3 separate regions of the Mus musculus genome follow, and regions 2 and 3 are each linked to region 1. The links are chromatin contacts, called in public Hi-C and HiChIP or PLAC-seq maps. All regions are on one chromosome and are shown on one strand. The core of a region is the stretch at or near the end of the contact, and the rest is flanking DNA. Distances in the headings are between cores, read along the strand shown.

Region 1 (4,332 bases), core at 878-3,377:
CCCTCTTCTGGTGCATCTGAAGACAGGTACAGTGTACTTATAATAATAAATAAATCTTAAAAAAAAAAAAGAACCTACCTACTGGTTTATATATGTACTAAAAGGTAGATAAACAGATTACCAACTGTCATAGGGCTTGTATTTTAATGGAGGTAGACAAACAATTGTTAAGTTTTTGAAATTAATTTGGAAAAATGCCAGTGATTAAAAAATGATAGGGAAAGCTGGGTCGTGCAGATATCAAGGATCAAGGCCAGCCTGGTCTATAGAGTGATTCCAGGACAGCCAAGACTATACAGGTTTTTGAGCCCTGTCTAAAAAACATAATAGGGAAAGGAAGGTGTGATTGTTAACTTTTAATGTGGTTTTCCATGTTTGGGGAATGTTTCCTGTGTGAAATGGAAAAATATCAAATGGAAGTAGAATGGAAAATGCACACACAGTAGGTTAGGGAACATGTATATATAAAATTACTCATCACTGTCCAGTTGAAAAGAACAGAAATGTGCCAGGTGGTGATGGTGCACACCTTTGAGCCCAGCACTCCAGAGGCAGAGTGAGTTCCAGGAAAGCCAGGGCTACACAAGAAACCCTGTCTTGAAACAAAAACAAAAAGAAAATACCAAAATGTACACCTGATTGTTGGGAAACTTTCTTTTTTGATTAACATAATTGGATGAAATTATGAATAATGAGTTATTAATGTATAGCTGGTGGGGCTGCCAGGTGGTGGTACATGCCTTTAATCCCAGCACTTGGGAAGCAGTCAGATCTCTGCGTTTGAGGCCAGCCTGGTCTACAGAGCTAGTTACAGGCTAGCCAAGGCACCAGAAAACAAAACAAACAACAAACAGGTGGGGCCAATGGATCTTTCACAAAAAAAAACAAAATGCAAAAACTAAAAAGCCGATCTTGTCACACTTGCCAGAAGCTTTGTGTCACTGGAGCTGCAGTTGTAAGCAGTTCAGTCTATGATTCTGCCTGGACCTTTCAATTGCTGGGTTCACAGGGATGCACCATCACATCTGCATTTTTTTTTAAAGATTTATTTATTTATTATATGTAAGTACACTGTAGCTGTCTTCAGACACTCCAGAAGAGGGCATCAGATGTGAGCCACGGTGTGGTTGCTGGGATTTGAATTCAGGAACTTCAGAAGAACAGTCGGTGCTTTTAACCACTGAGCCATCTCGCCAGCCCCACATCTGGATTATAACTCATGTATATTTAAAGCTTCATTAGAGAAATTTCCATATTCTAACTTACATACAGATTATTATCATGGATGTTGCTGAACATTTTGTTTCACATTCAGTTGCACATCATTAGCATAGATTCACAATATTAACCTTTTAGGATTACTTTGATAAATTAACTATAAAACTAAAATGCTTTTAAAATATCAGTTATCATACAGCCTGGCATATTTGTTTATAATTGTTGCTTTTCTCATCCTTATTTTCAGTCTTTCTTCATAATTCCTACCTTACAGGTTGCCATAAGTCCTCTAACAAATATTGAGTTATAATTCCAAAACTTGTAAAATTTGATCCTTCTCACTTTTGAGGCATCTGGGATTTTAGATGAGGTAGGTGGGTTTGCCAAACGTTTTCACTTTGGTCCTGGTTTTTGTAAACTGGAGAATTATTTGCTAATCTGGTTAGTATCTCACTACAAAGAGAGTAAAGTAGACTGTAACATAGATGAAGCAGGTTCTGCTCTATGGATGATAAATTTAACGTTGGCTCAATCTTGCAAGCCTCCTGGTCAAGGCTTAGATGTGCAGGGAGTTTCCCATAAGGCCCTTCGTCTTGCCTAGTCCTCGCATCATCTCCCACAGTACTCTGGGGTTCCTTTGTCATGTGACGAGGGTGGCTTTCTTCTTCAGAGGGAAACTGATGCGCAGTTCTGGTGGCCGGGCCACTACGCTTCCCTTCTGCCCCAACTCCCGGGCTTGCGTAATCTCGCGTGAAGTGAACAGTATCTTCTCGCGAGAGCTAAATCGGGATCCCTCCAGGTCCGCCTCCGTGGTGAGGAGGAGGAGGAGAAGGAGGAGGAGGAGGCGGAGGGAGGGAGGAGGAGGAGGCCCCGTCGCGGCCTTCGCCGCCGCCAACGGGGCTGTCCCTGTAGCTCCCGATGGAGTTTGAGGCCCTGAAACCGCCGCCGAGCTCTGCCCCGGCGAGACGAGGCGCCTCCGTCGCCGAGCCGCGCCGTCGCGGGGCCCCCGGGAGCGGCCCTTAGCGACCCCGCCCGGGCCCCTCAGGTAGGGCGGGGGCGGGCAAGATGCGGCTGGGGCCCTGGCCCGGCTGCCGGGTCCTCAGAGGTGGGGCGGGGAGCTGTCTCTGCCCGGCGGCCTGTGCACGGTGGCCGCCGGTACCCCGAGGGTTGGGAGTCGCGGGCCGCACCTGACACGACAGAGAGGCCCCTCGCTCTGGTAGGGCTTTTTGATGCGAAGCGAAACGCTCAGATGGCCACCTTTCTCCAGCACCGGCTGAAGGGACGCCTCTGACCACTGAGGATCCCACCCGAACAGAGGCCGGCTTCCTTCTTTGCTTAACCCATGTAGGAAGAGGGGCTTTCGAAAAGGTCCCCGAGATCAGGTCCTGTCTTAGCGTTTTCTTTTCAGCCCTTGGGCTTACCGAGACCACAGCGCTGGGATGGAGGCGATCTGAGTGTTGTAAATAGGGACCCTGGCTAAACAATGCCCAGGGAGGGCTTAACCTCCCTGGAGGGAGATGGCTGGACCAGGGGATGTGACTAGGAGCGATGGCATGAAGCACAGCCAGGGAATTCTGCTATAGTTTTCTTTCCCCCTTTCTTATTATTTTCCTTGGGGGAGCCTCATAAGGAGACTCTTCCACCATCTTAGGAGAATGGTAGAAAGCATCTTTGTTTCTAAGAGAAACAGCTGTACTTTTCTGTCGTTAGGAAGGAGATAAGGGTAGCTGTCATTTCCATCCTTGAAATCACCAGAGTTTTTAAGATACTGGCAGACACAGCCTTCAGACCAAAATAGTCTAAAGTAATCACAGACATTAAGTATTCAAATTCAGTGATTCTCAACCTGTTTAGATTTTTGTTTAAGCTCCACCTCGGTTCTTTTTAATCCCACTGTCCTCCTAACCTTAGGACCCTAAGGAATTTCTTCTCATCTTGACCCACTGTAATTAGAGTTGACTTTATATCCCGAATAAAGTGTTAAAAGTGTTTTACAAATCTTCCTGTCATTTTTAGTAGTCAGGCTTTAAAGTTCCAGTAAAAACTTGGAGTTAACCAGAGAAAGCTAATAATGGCACACTAAAGTGATATTATTTGACAGAAGGAAAGAAACGAATGTTCTAGTTGGTGGGTCTAGTCTCTTTGTGGTTAACTTGTATACACAGCCTAAGACTTGGACTCATTAAGAATAGTTTGTAGATTCCTGTTTTTACCTTTTATGTGGTTAAAAAACTACATCACTGATCTGACATCAATATCCATGTTAAATTGTTTACTTAAATTGTTTACTAACACAGTCAGTTCTTGAAAACCCAGAGACTATTCTATCCTATTAAAGGCTATTTTCCAATATTACCATTGTTTTGTTGATTTGGTGATTCATGTTTCCCACATTCAGAGTTTGGAAAATTGCTTGAAGGACAAAACACTTAATATATTTTCTAGTCTTGTTTAGGGAAGACAGGTACCATAATTAAACAGGCTTTTATTCTTCGAGAATTGAATTGAAATCTAATTCATTAGTGGAGCCTTTGAATTACCCCATGAGTTATTGTTGTGTTAGTATGACATGCAAGAAGACGTTCTTGTTCATGTTTTCATTAATTTAGTTTCTGTGTTTGTAATTTGCTGCCTTCCAGTTGTCAGAGGCATTATTTTCTACACTTAGGATTTTATATTTTAAGACTAGAGCCTGTACGTTATGTGATGGGTAAAAATGCTATAAATTTGTAAAAAGTTTTGTTTATTTTGTTTTTTGTTTTGTTTTGTTCTGTTCTTTGAGACAAGATTCCCCTTCACAAGTAGCCCTGACTGTCCTGTAACTCACTATGTAGACAAGGCTAATATTGAACTCAAGAGAACACCTGTTTCTGCCTCATGAACACTGGGACTAAAGGTGTGCACCACCATCCCTGGCTTAACAAGGCTGTAATAAGTACATGCTTATTTTTGGTTGGACCTGGTTGAAATTTCATTTCCTAGAGATGGAAAAGGGAAGTCTATGATTAAAAATAAAGCTAGTTGGAAATTAAAGATGATTTGTACCCAGTCTCGTGAGAATTGTTGATTACATCTCTAATTTCTAATTCCATTTCTAAATCCTTAAGTGTGTGA
Region 2 (4,609 bases), core at 756-3,255, 1.1 Mb before region 1:
CTTCCCAAACTATGCCAGCCAGTTCATCTCTGCTAGTGTCTGTTTCCTCGTATAATAGAGACAATAACCTCTGACTTATGGTGAGCCCTAATGAGGACAGGAATGTTCAAGTCCTCAGTGCCCAGGCTGTACAGCTTAGGAAGTCAAATGTCAAGTCCTGGGCCCAATGAAGGAGGAAGGCCTAGAAGGCAGGCAGGTGGCTCAGACTTCGGCTACTACCCTTTCCCTGGTGGCCTGGGACACAGGTTTGATTTCTCTATGAGTCAGATGCCTTGGTCACAAACCCAAAAACAGAGTGGAATCCAGGAGAGTTAAGGACCCCAAGAACCTCTCAGCACACAGTAGGTACTCTGTAAACGATTCAGCTGCTTACCCTCTTCCTTTCCCACACCATATGCCACCTGGGAAAGCCAGCATCTCCATTTCTGGAAACCTAAACAGCTCTAAATCCTGGACAATGCTTAAGTCTGAGACTTGGGCTTTTTAAAAGACAGCAAATGACTTTTGTAGTCATCTCTGAAGCAGACGGGGCTCGGAGGCTCACAACCACAGGGACCATTTTAAATCCCGGGCCTTTTCTTCTGGGAAGTTAAGCAAGAACCTTCCCAAATGTTTGCCGTGGGGCCCTCTGCCAGAGAGTGACTCACTCCTCCGCTCCCCACAGGCATATTTTATTTGGGGGTGGGGGATCCAGGGAGAGCCTGGCCCCGGTGGGGGAGGGGAACAGTTTCAACACGTCCAGAAGGTGGGGATATTTTTTCTTCTCCAGTTTTCGGGACAAAGAGGAAAAAAAAAATGAACATGGGTCTTTTTTTGTTTCCTTCCAGGTTTTGTCTTCTGGACGACGATGTCCAAAGTTCACTGGTTAAGTTTCTCCTGTTGGGAGTCAGGCACCCATTCAATGAAATTCTTCTCCCATTAGCAATAGGGTTTTTAACATGCCCTTTTACACACACCAGGCTCCTGTGAGGACATTTTCCCCTCAAAAAGTCACCCTGCATTTTGCAAGTGGAGTGAAACTTTGTACATAAACTTTCTAAAGTTTGCTCTAACGCAGTTAAAACTTTCAAACACACATGCACAAACTGTCAATCAAAACTTCACGGACAGCCCTTAGAGGATGTGTCCCAAGCATGCTGTCACCCATTTGTTATGGCCCTCTGGGGCTCGGTTAAATCAGGGAAATATGATTAACTTAGAGGAGCAGGCAGAGAGGACAAGTATCTGGGGCCCTGGGTCTCCCTAGGGCCTAACCCCTAGGTATGGGGAACAGAGTCCAAATCTGGCCTAGCTAGAGACAGCCACGAACAAAGCCAGGGAACTAAGACATATTTAGAAAACCTCAATTCAAGTTCAGCGCAGCCCCCTCCTCAGCCTGCGTGGCCATGCAGAGTTCTGCCAAGGCCGGGCTAAGAGGCTTCCAACCAAAGTCAGAACCTGGGGATCTGCGGACTCACAGAATCCGGCCCAGCACCCTCTCTGGACAGGGTCAGCCGGCACATCACACACACACCGGCCTGCAGTGTGGAGTGCACAGTCTGGATCCTAAACACACTCTCGTATGGAATTTGTACACTTTTGCCCGTGCACGTGTGCACACACTCACTCGGGAACGTTCAGACACGTGGGCACACGTACTCCTTGGCATCCACGGTAAACACTCGATAAACGGATAAACCGAAGCCGAGCCCGTCCACCCGCACTGGTCCACCCCAAACTCACAGCCCGGGCCCCTGATGTGCACACGCACGCACTCCCGCGCAGCTGGGCGGATGGAGCCCGCCGCGGACACCTCGGCCTCCTGCGGGCGTCCCCGCCGACTCCCCGGGCACGCGCGCGCGCCCACAACGCCTCGGGTGACAGTCCCACGCCCTGGCCCGCGCCCCTCGCTGGTCCCAGGCCACTCACCGGCGCTGGCGGCTCTCTCGGCGGCGGGCGGAGCGCGGGTCACACGCGAGTTGGCGGCGCTGCGGCCGCAGCTAGTCCGCTTGGTTCAGCCGCCGCTTCTGCGCGCGCCCGCGCGCCCGCCCCTCCCCGCCGCGGGGCCGCGCCGCCCCCTGCGCCCGTGCGCGCGGCCGCCACGCAGGCTAGGGGGCGCCGGGGGCGCGCTCCCAGCCTGGGTGCCTGATCGTCCAACTCAGGTTGGAAGACTGAGCCTCAGACTCCAAACCCTGGGCACTGAACCCCTCTGCGCGGGCTCTAGACTTTATAAGATGCAGATTCGCTGGGTAACCAATTCGTGGACCCTTCCCCACACCCATGGATTCCTCATCAGCTGACATTGCTCCTCTCACAGCCCTCGCAGGACCGAAATTGACCCATTCACAGAGTGCAGCAGGAGGTGAAGTTCAGTTGATAGCATGCTTTCCTAATCTCAGCACTAGGGAAATTGGGCACCTGTAATCTCTGAATTAGGAAGGCTGAGGCAAAAATGTCTGAAATTCATTCATTCTTGGCTATATAGCAAATTCCAAGCCAGCCTGGGCTACATGAGATGTTGTCATTCATATTATATATATATATATATATATATATATATATATATATATATATATATATATATATATATATATGTATATATGTATATATGTATATATGTATATATATATATATATATATATATATATATATATCAGTGTGTACAATAGTACAGTGTACAAATAGTGCCCAGTACAGTTCCAGAAGTAGGCACCTAGGATAAATCCAAGTCCCTGCCCTCAAAGTGCCAGTATCTCCTGGGGATACTGCCTTCCTGGGAACTCCAGGCCAGCCAAGCATCAGTGTGCAGAAGGTTTTTAGGAGTAAGTGGGCCAGCCAAATACCCAGGAGCCTGGGGGTGGGGGTGGGGGTGGAGGTGGGGGGAATGACCTGAGTTTGATCCTCCAGACCCACACAATGGAACAAAAGAACTCCAGCAAATTGTCTTTAACCTCCCCATGTCTTCCAAATTCACACCAAGTGTTGTATGTTAAAAACAAAAAACAAAACAACAACAACAACAACTGCCTTCATCTATGCATACTTAACAACCCCACTAGGATGTCCAAGCTTCTCTGGGGAGCAATTAAGGTGACTCCCACTTCCCCTCAGGAAGGGATGCTCGTAGCTGGGACAGGTATTGCTGCTTCTGAGTGTTCTAGACTGTCTGTGTGCCCAAGCACCTGCCATCTGTCCATTAATCTGCTGTACATGTCTGGGCACGGGATAGCAACCTGCTGAGTATTCAGTTAACTAGTCTACTTGAGTCCACAGTAATCAGGCCCACAACCTATATTACTCCCCCTGCCTGCCTCATGATGTTCAGCCATTGTGAGGGTGGCATCATGCCACCCATGTGCCCATTTCTTAGATGGCTTTAATGAGGCCTGTGAGCAAAGTCCCCCAGGTGGTGAGTGGTTGAACTGGAAGCAGATGACACAGATTTCTGGTCTCAGCAGCTTATTGCTAGGCAACCTTGTTCTAAGTAAGAAAGGCATGGCCACCAGCCCAGAGCAGCCAGGCTGGTCCCTGCTTCTGAGAGGAGGGAACTGGCACCAACAAGTTATCTCTAATGTGCACACATACACTGTGGATTGTGGCATGTGAGGGCACACACGAATAACTGTTGTTTTAAAAAATGAAAGCTTAACGCCCACTCTAGGAAATCTGAGTTTCTCCAGGAAGCAGACAGTAGGATAAATAAGGTTAAGCAGGCCGGAGGCAGGAGGACCAGGGCTGCTTTCTAAGAGGCAATGAAGAGTGGAGGTCTCTACTGAGGAGCAGAAGTCTTTGGAGGAGAGGGTATGGTTAGGGGCCTGCTGTGTTCTGACTGGGTTCTCTGCTGTAAAAACTGTCCTGGCAGAACAGCTAAGGAGCAGCGTCAGATCACTAGAAAGGACTTTCCCCAGCCTTGCTGAGTTCACAAACACATGCAGTGTCTTCATTTTCAGGAAACTGAAGCTCAGAAAGGCCAAACAACATGTCCCAGGTCTCACAGCCAGTGATGAACCTTAGAGGTCCGGCTGTAGGCAAGCGGTCGTTTTTAAGTGTTAAGAGAATTAGGGGCCCAGCTCATATACCACCACACATCCAGTGAACTATAATGCAGGAACAGGATGGGTGGGGCTTACATAAGGCATCTTCAGTCTCAAGGGATAGGCTGGAGAAACAAACCCACCCTTCTCCCGACCTTCCTCCTTCGCACCCCTACTTCCTTCTCTTTGGCTATGGACCATACAGATGGATTGCAGGCCCCGCTGACATGCTGTGACATAAAATCAAATTTAGTCAGCTCCAAGACCCTCACCATTCCTGCAACACCCATCTTTCTGCAGGGGTGGGGAGAAGGGAGAGGTGCAAGGGCCACTTTTGTTTTCAACTCACAGGAGTTTTTAGTGAGTCCCAAAATGAGTCACTGAAAAGAGGTACTTACTTGCAAAATGCCTCCCAGATTTAGCATGGCTGCCTCCCTGTGTGTGCACTAGACTTGCCTGTGCCTCCCACTGCCAACCACACTGGGAATGTGGTCTCAGGGGCAGGCTCTATGTCTGCCCTGGAGACTTTCAGGATGATGCTGTGTTACTTCATTATCACTGTGCAGTAGAGGAAGAGAAACCATTTTGGCTCTCTG
Region 3 (4,860 bases), core at 1,325-3,824, 1.2 Mb after region 1:
GGAGATGATAGGAGGGGCAGAAACATACAGAAAAGGCGCCTAGCTTACCCCTAATGCTCTTCCCGGAGAAAGCAGCATGTGCAAAGGCCCTGGGGTTGCAGAGAGGGGCCTCTGGGAAGTAGATGGGAACTGTGTAATAATGGCTAAGACTCTACCAATGCATATAAGCTGCACGACATTCTACATTCTAGGTACAGCTGTGTAGTATGGGCTTGACTTCACCCTAAGGCTTCTGGGAAGCTCTCTGGACCTTGTAGATACTATGTCTCCTCAGAACAGAAGGATGTGACTCAGGGTGGGCTAACCACACTTCTATTGTCTTAGAGTGGGGGACTGGCCATGGGAGAAACCAAGTGCATAGCTTAAGTCATGGGGCTTTGCGTCAGGCAACATCCCTCAGTCTGGAGACAGAGAACGAATGTGGGGACACCAGCTGGCCCCTCAGTGACGCCATGCAAATCATCTCTGAACTTGGAAGCGCAGGTGAACTTGATCTCCCAGCCACACTCCATGCAGACTACCACATCCTTGCTCAGCACATCCAGACATGACCCTCATTCAGCATAACTTATTAGATGGAATTTCTTCCCACCCTAAAGAGAACCCCCTGAAGGAGACACAGTTGCCTTTGTTTTGTAGAGTAGGGCACTGAGTCAAGCAACCTGACTGAGGTCACAGAGCACCTAATAACAAAAGTGGGCTCTGAATGTGGGAGTCAGGAACTGGAACGTGGGCCTGGACCACTATGAGGTACTGCCCAGCCAGGGCTGCCTGCAGGGAGCAGGGGAAGATGGGCCTGGAGCTGAGCTGGTCTTACAAGATGGATGGCAGGAGATGCATTCCATAGCTGCCTAACAGGTCTGGGGTCCCCAGAAAATAACCACACAATCACAAGTATTTCAGCAGGGCAGTAAGTTTGATTTGTGCAGAGGGTGCATCCAGTGTGGGTCCTGCTGGTGCAAATGGGGTCCACCTCACATCCTTACATAATGGCTCTCTTAAAGTGTCACAGCCGACAATCGGGATGTGATTTTTGAGCACCTAGTACACATATTTTTCATTTCAAGAAGTGCTGACCTTGGGGCTAGAAACATGGCTTCCAGAACCTTCACAGAGAGACCCAACCACCCGAAACTCTAGTCCTAAGGGATCTGACGCCCTCTTCTGGCCTTCCTGGGCATCAGGAGCACGGACAAGCTTTAGGCAAAACACTCACACACATAACAAACACAAACCCAAATTAAGAAAAGAAGTGCTGACATGGAAGGAATTTGACTTTCTGCCAAGTAGCTTCTCTCCATTTGTTTTTAAATGAAATGTGTCTTGTTTAACCCTTGGATAGAAAAGATACTGAGTTTCTCTTTTACATTTTCCACACAGTCTGGATTTGAAATGCAGAGAAAGGAAGAACAGATTATGAACTTCAGGCTTCTGCACACACAGCCAGGGTTCTGAATACCCATGCCTAGGAAAAACAAAACGCAAGCCACGTGACAGAGTCGATACCTCAGTAAAAGTCCTTAGTGCAACATTGCAGGGGAAACTCCCCTACACAGGACAGTATTCCGAAGTGACCACCAGGTGGCAGCATAGGCCACCTTTTTCGTGTCTGCTCAGGCAAGGCAGGCTGGAAAAGGAGGTTTCCTGCTAGCCAGGCTGGAGAAACCACTGGTACAACTGGAATAGGACCTCTGCCAGGGCCTCTAGGAAACAAATTCCTGCATGCACAGAGTCCAAAGGGCCCGGTGGAAAAGGCACGAGAAGTGGACTCCCACACGGCTTAGCCAGAGCAGGTGTCCTATGCGGTGAGGCTTGTTAGGAAATTTACATTTTCACCTCTAAGAACTGTAACCTGGAAACAGATTTTGAGACATTTTGTTGTCTGAGTCACCCCCAACTCTACCCATGGTGTAAAACTGAGACCAGTTTTACACTGGCATGGCCTGCTATTGCTGGAGTGGAATTGGGGAACCTGCTTGAGCAGCCTGAAACCGTTCTCTTACCTGCCTTCATCCTTATCACTCCCTTGCCTTGGCCACTCACCCAGCCACCACCAGGCCATCTGTGCACATCCTTAGCATTTCCAGGGGAACTCTCTCCTGCCCCTCTCCCACCCCCTTGAGTGAAACCCCCCTAACATCAGCCCTTGGAGGCGTCCCAGGAAAGGCTTCCCGATCCCCTCCCCCACACTGTCCTGTTATTTGCATCTCAGCCGTGCAGCAGGTACCAAGCACTTGGAACAAGCAGAACCTGAGTGTCCAGAGCAGGGGACTATGCTCGACTGCCCGAGGGTGGCTTGCCCGGGCTCCCCCAAGTGGAAGCCCCGCAAAGAGACCAGGGCAAATGGAAATGTGCGGCTTCTGAGATCACTGTTAATGCAGAGGTGGTAACAGACAGCCTGTTAGCTCATCACAGGTCACATACAGGAAACCTCCCTGGCTGTCTGTACATTCACTGAGCACTTACTATCTGTGGGCACTGTTCCAGGCCTTGTGATCAGCATGAGGAAGACAGAGGGGTGGGGCTGAATTCCAGACAATGTGCACCCAGGGACAACGCTTCATCAGCTCGCCCTGCCATACCCCTGTGACCGTGCCAGGCTGCTTACAGAGGCAATGATTAGCACTACGGCCAGCACACACTGGAGTCCGTTCACTTTGGTGACAGGAGGAAATGACATGCTGCTGCCAGTCCCTCAGAAAAGGCACCGCAGAGGCACAAAAAGACAGAAGGGGCCAGCAAGATGAATCAGCGGGCAAAGGTGCTTGCCACCAAGCCTGACAATCCGAGTCCAATCCCCAGACTCCATAGAGCAGCAGAAGGCTACTCCTGCAAATTGTCCTCTACACACACACACACACACACACACACACACGTGGAGGAAAAAAATCACACACACACACACGTGGAGGAAAAAAATATTTTGGAAAAAAATCAAGAAAGTGGGTTTTCAAACTATGTTCTTCAAAACTAGGGATCTGCAGGACTGTCCAGGGCCACCACCAGGGGACAGGGGACTCAAGCATCAGCCCCTTCCTTGCCACCTTCCACCTTTGCTAGTCACAAATCCATCCTGGGCTTCTCAGGTTGGCTCTTGTTTGAAGAAGAATCCTGCTGGCTCAGGAAAGGCAAGAGGTTTGGCCAGAGTCACACAGTCGGTCGGTCGAATGGAAAGCCAAGGCAGACAACAATCAGAACCTGAGGTCAGAGATCAGCCTGGAGCTCCCAAGTCAGGGCCAGAGACAGTAGAACACAGGTAGAACAGGAAGCCGCAGAAACAGGAGCCTGAAACCAAAGGAGGATGAAGTTGTCATGATGTGGGATCTGGAGGTCAGAGGCAAAGGTTCAAGGTCACATCCCACTGTCAGAGGTCAATGAGAGCCATTCCCGTATCAGGGCTGCATCCAGTTGGTATTCACTGAGCATATATGTGTGGGCATAGAAACTATAATCCATGGTCATGAGCAAAGCAAAGCCTTTGCTCTCCCTCAGCTACCTGGAGTGCAAGGTAAACAGAAGAAATAACTGCTAGCCATCTAAGCAGAAGGAAGGACTGCCTGTAGGTGGGCTGGTTCCTATGGGGTGGTCAAGGAGGGCCTCCCTGAGGAGGTGACATTTGAGCTCCAGTCTGTCTGAACCTGGGCCAGCTGCTCAGCTCCTACCCTGAAAGCCAGCAGATCCACTCTGGAAGGAGAGGATGCCAGAGGGGCAGGAAGTCTGGCCCCCTGTAACCATATCCCCAGGAAGGAGGAAGCCTGGACTTCGCTTTCAGCAGCCCTATTCATCAAGGCCCAGCTCTAACCTCAGGCAGTACCCAAGGCTCTGCCTGGGGAGGAGGCAGGGAGGGAGAGAGGGAAGAGGGAGGGAGGGTAGCAGGGAGAGAGCCCTGGATTCCCTTGCAGACAATAAATGCTTCCAGGTTCCCGGGAGCATTTTTCGGGTCACTGCCGCATCTGATCTCAATTACCCTCGGTGTAGGGTTCCCGGGTGGGGGGCAGGGGTGGAGAGGAGCCGGTTCCTCCATGATCAGAATCTCTAGGCCCAGCCAACCAAGGCACTTCAGGATAGGTCCCCAACATGTCAGTAGGCGGGAGACAGAATCGCCAAAGAGAGGTCCAGGTCCAACTGTGCGTGGAGGTCATCTTACTTCACAACCATTTTGCTGTGTGACCTCAGCCATTTACTGGACATCCCTGGGCCTCTGATTCTTGGGAATTCGGTAACAGTGTGCAGCTGGTTCACCCTCATAGTTAATTAGTTATGAATTTATTAATCAATAATTAAATAATTATTAATTAATTACCACCCTCACTAATACCTAGACTAGTGTTAATCGAATCTACTACAACACTCAGCCACAAAGGTCTTAGGCACACAAGAGAGAAGGCCCCTGGGATTGCCAAACTTCTGAGCTAGCAAGACTTTGTGACTGGCAACCTTAAGGCAATATCATCTTCTCCCAGGCCTCAGTTTCCCCATCCATCACAGTGCTGGTGGGTAAAAATCTGCCCAGGAGAGGGTCCTTCAGGATCTAATGTAGGAAGCCCCTTTTGCAGCAAGAGACCTCACTAGAGCCCTGTTACTAGTTTCTCTTTAGCTAGTAAAACTCCACTTCGAGGGTGGGCTGAGGAGTGAGCATGCTGGAGGGAGTTAAGGGCATCTTGGGTCTGACCCCGAGCTGGGCTCAGGGGAAATTAAGGAAGACTGCAAACAGGGATTCGAACCTAGATCCATGAGCGAGCTTCAGGGCTGAGCGGATGCCAGGGGTCAGCGGAGCGCGTGTTGCAGGCGGGCGCTGCTCTCTTCTCCCCAGTGCGCGCGAACCGGGAACTCCCCTCCGGCCTCTGCCAGGGAACAATG

What was found. Hi-C and Micro-C count contacts between places; a contact is called where the count stands out from the background. HiChIP or PLAC-seq counts read pairs in DNA pulled down with a chosen protein or histone mark.
Region 2: a contact with region 1 is called in a Hi-C map of B cells, with 7 read pairs. The contact joins the promoter of Nek6 here to the promoter of Rc3h2 in region 1. A contact is called at or near these places in 3 of 39 promoter capture datasets (cranial neural crest, frontonasal cranial neural crest and pre-B cells) and 1 of 484 Hi-C or Micro-C datasets (B cells).
Region 3: a contact with region 1 is called in an H3K27ac HiChIP or PLAC-seq map of embryonic stem cells, with 8 times the contacts expected there. The contact joins the enhancer-like site here to the promoter of Rc3h2 in region 1. A contact is called at or near these places in 4 of 39 promoter capture datasets (the 3T3-L1 cell line, cranial neural crest, embryonic stem cells and 1 more), 1 of 484 Hi-C or Micro-C datasets (B cells) and 6 of 115 datasets of contacts at active chromatin or transcription factors (astrocytes, embryonic stem cells, large pre-B cells and 1 more).

What each region holds. Positions count from the first base shown.
Region 1 is chr2:37,420,698-37,425,029 of GRCm38.p6, reverse strand. It overlaps Rc3h2 (ring finger and CCCH-type zinc finger domains 2), which reads left to right and starts at 2,127. Exons shown (of 22, transcript NM_001100591.1): 1 at 2,127-2,263.
Region 2 is chr2:38,509,093-38,513,701 of GRCm38.p6, reverse strand. Nek6 (NIMA (never in mitosis gene a)-related expressed kinase 6) reads right to left here and starts at 2,005. Exons shown (of 10, transcript NM_021606.3): 1 at 1,909-2,005.
Region 3 is chr2:36,210,950-36,215,809 of GRCm38.p6, reverse strand. No RefSeq gene overlaps it. Among named protein-coding and RNA genes, the nearest start is that of Ptgs1, 17 kb to the left of the region's middle. Within about 2 kb of position 2,574, at least 32 of the 459 cell types and tissues checked have an H3K27ac peak or open chromatin away from gene starts, as enhancers often do.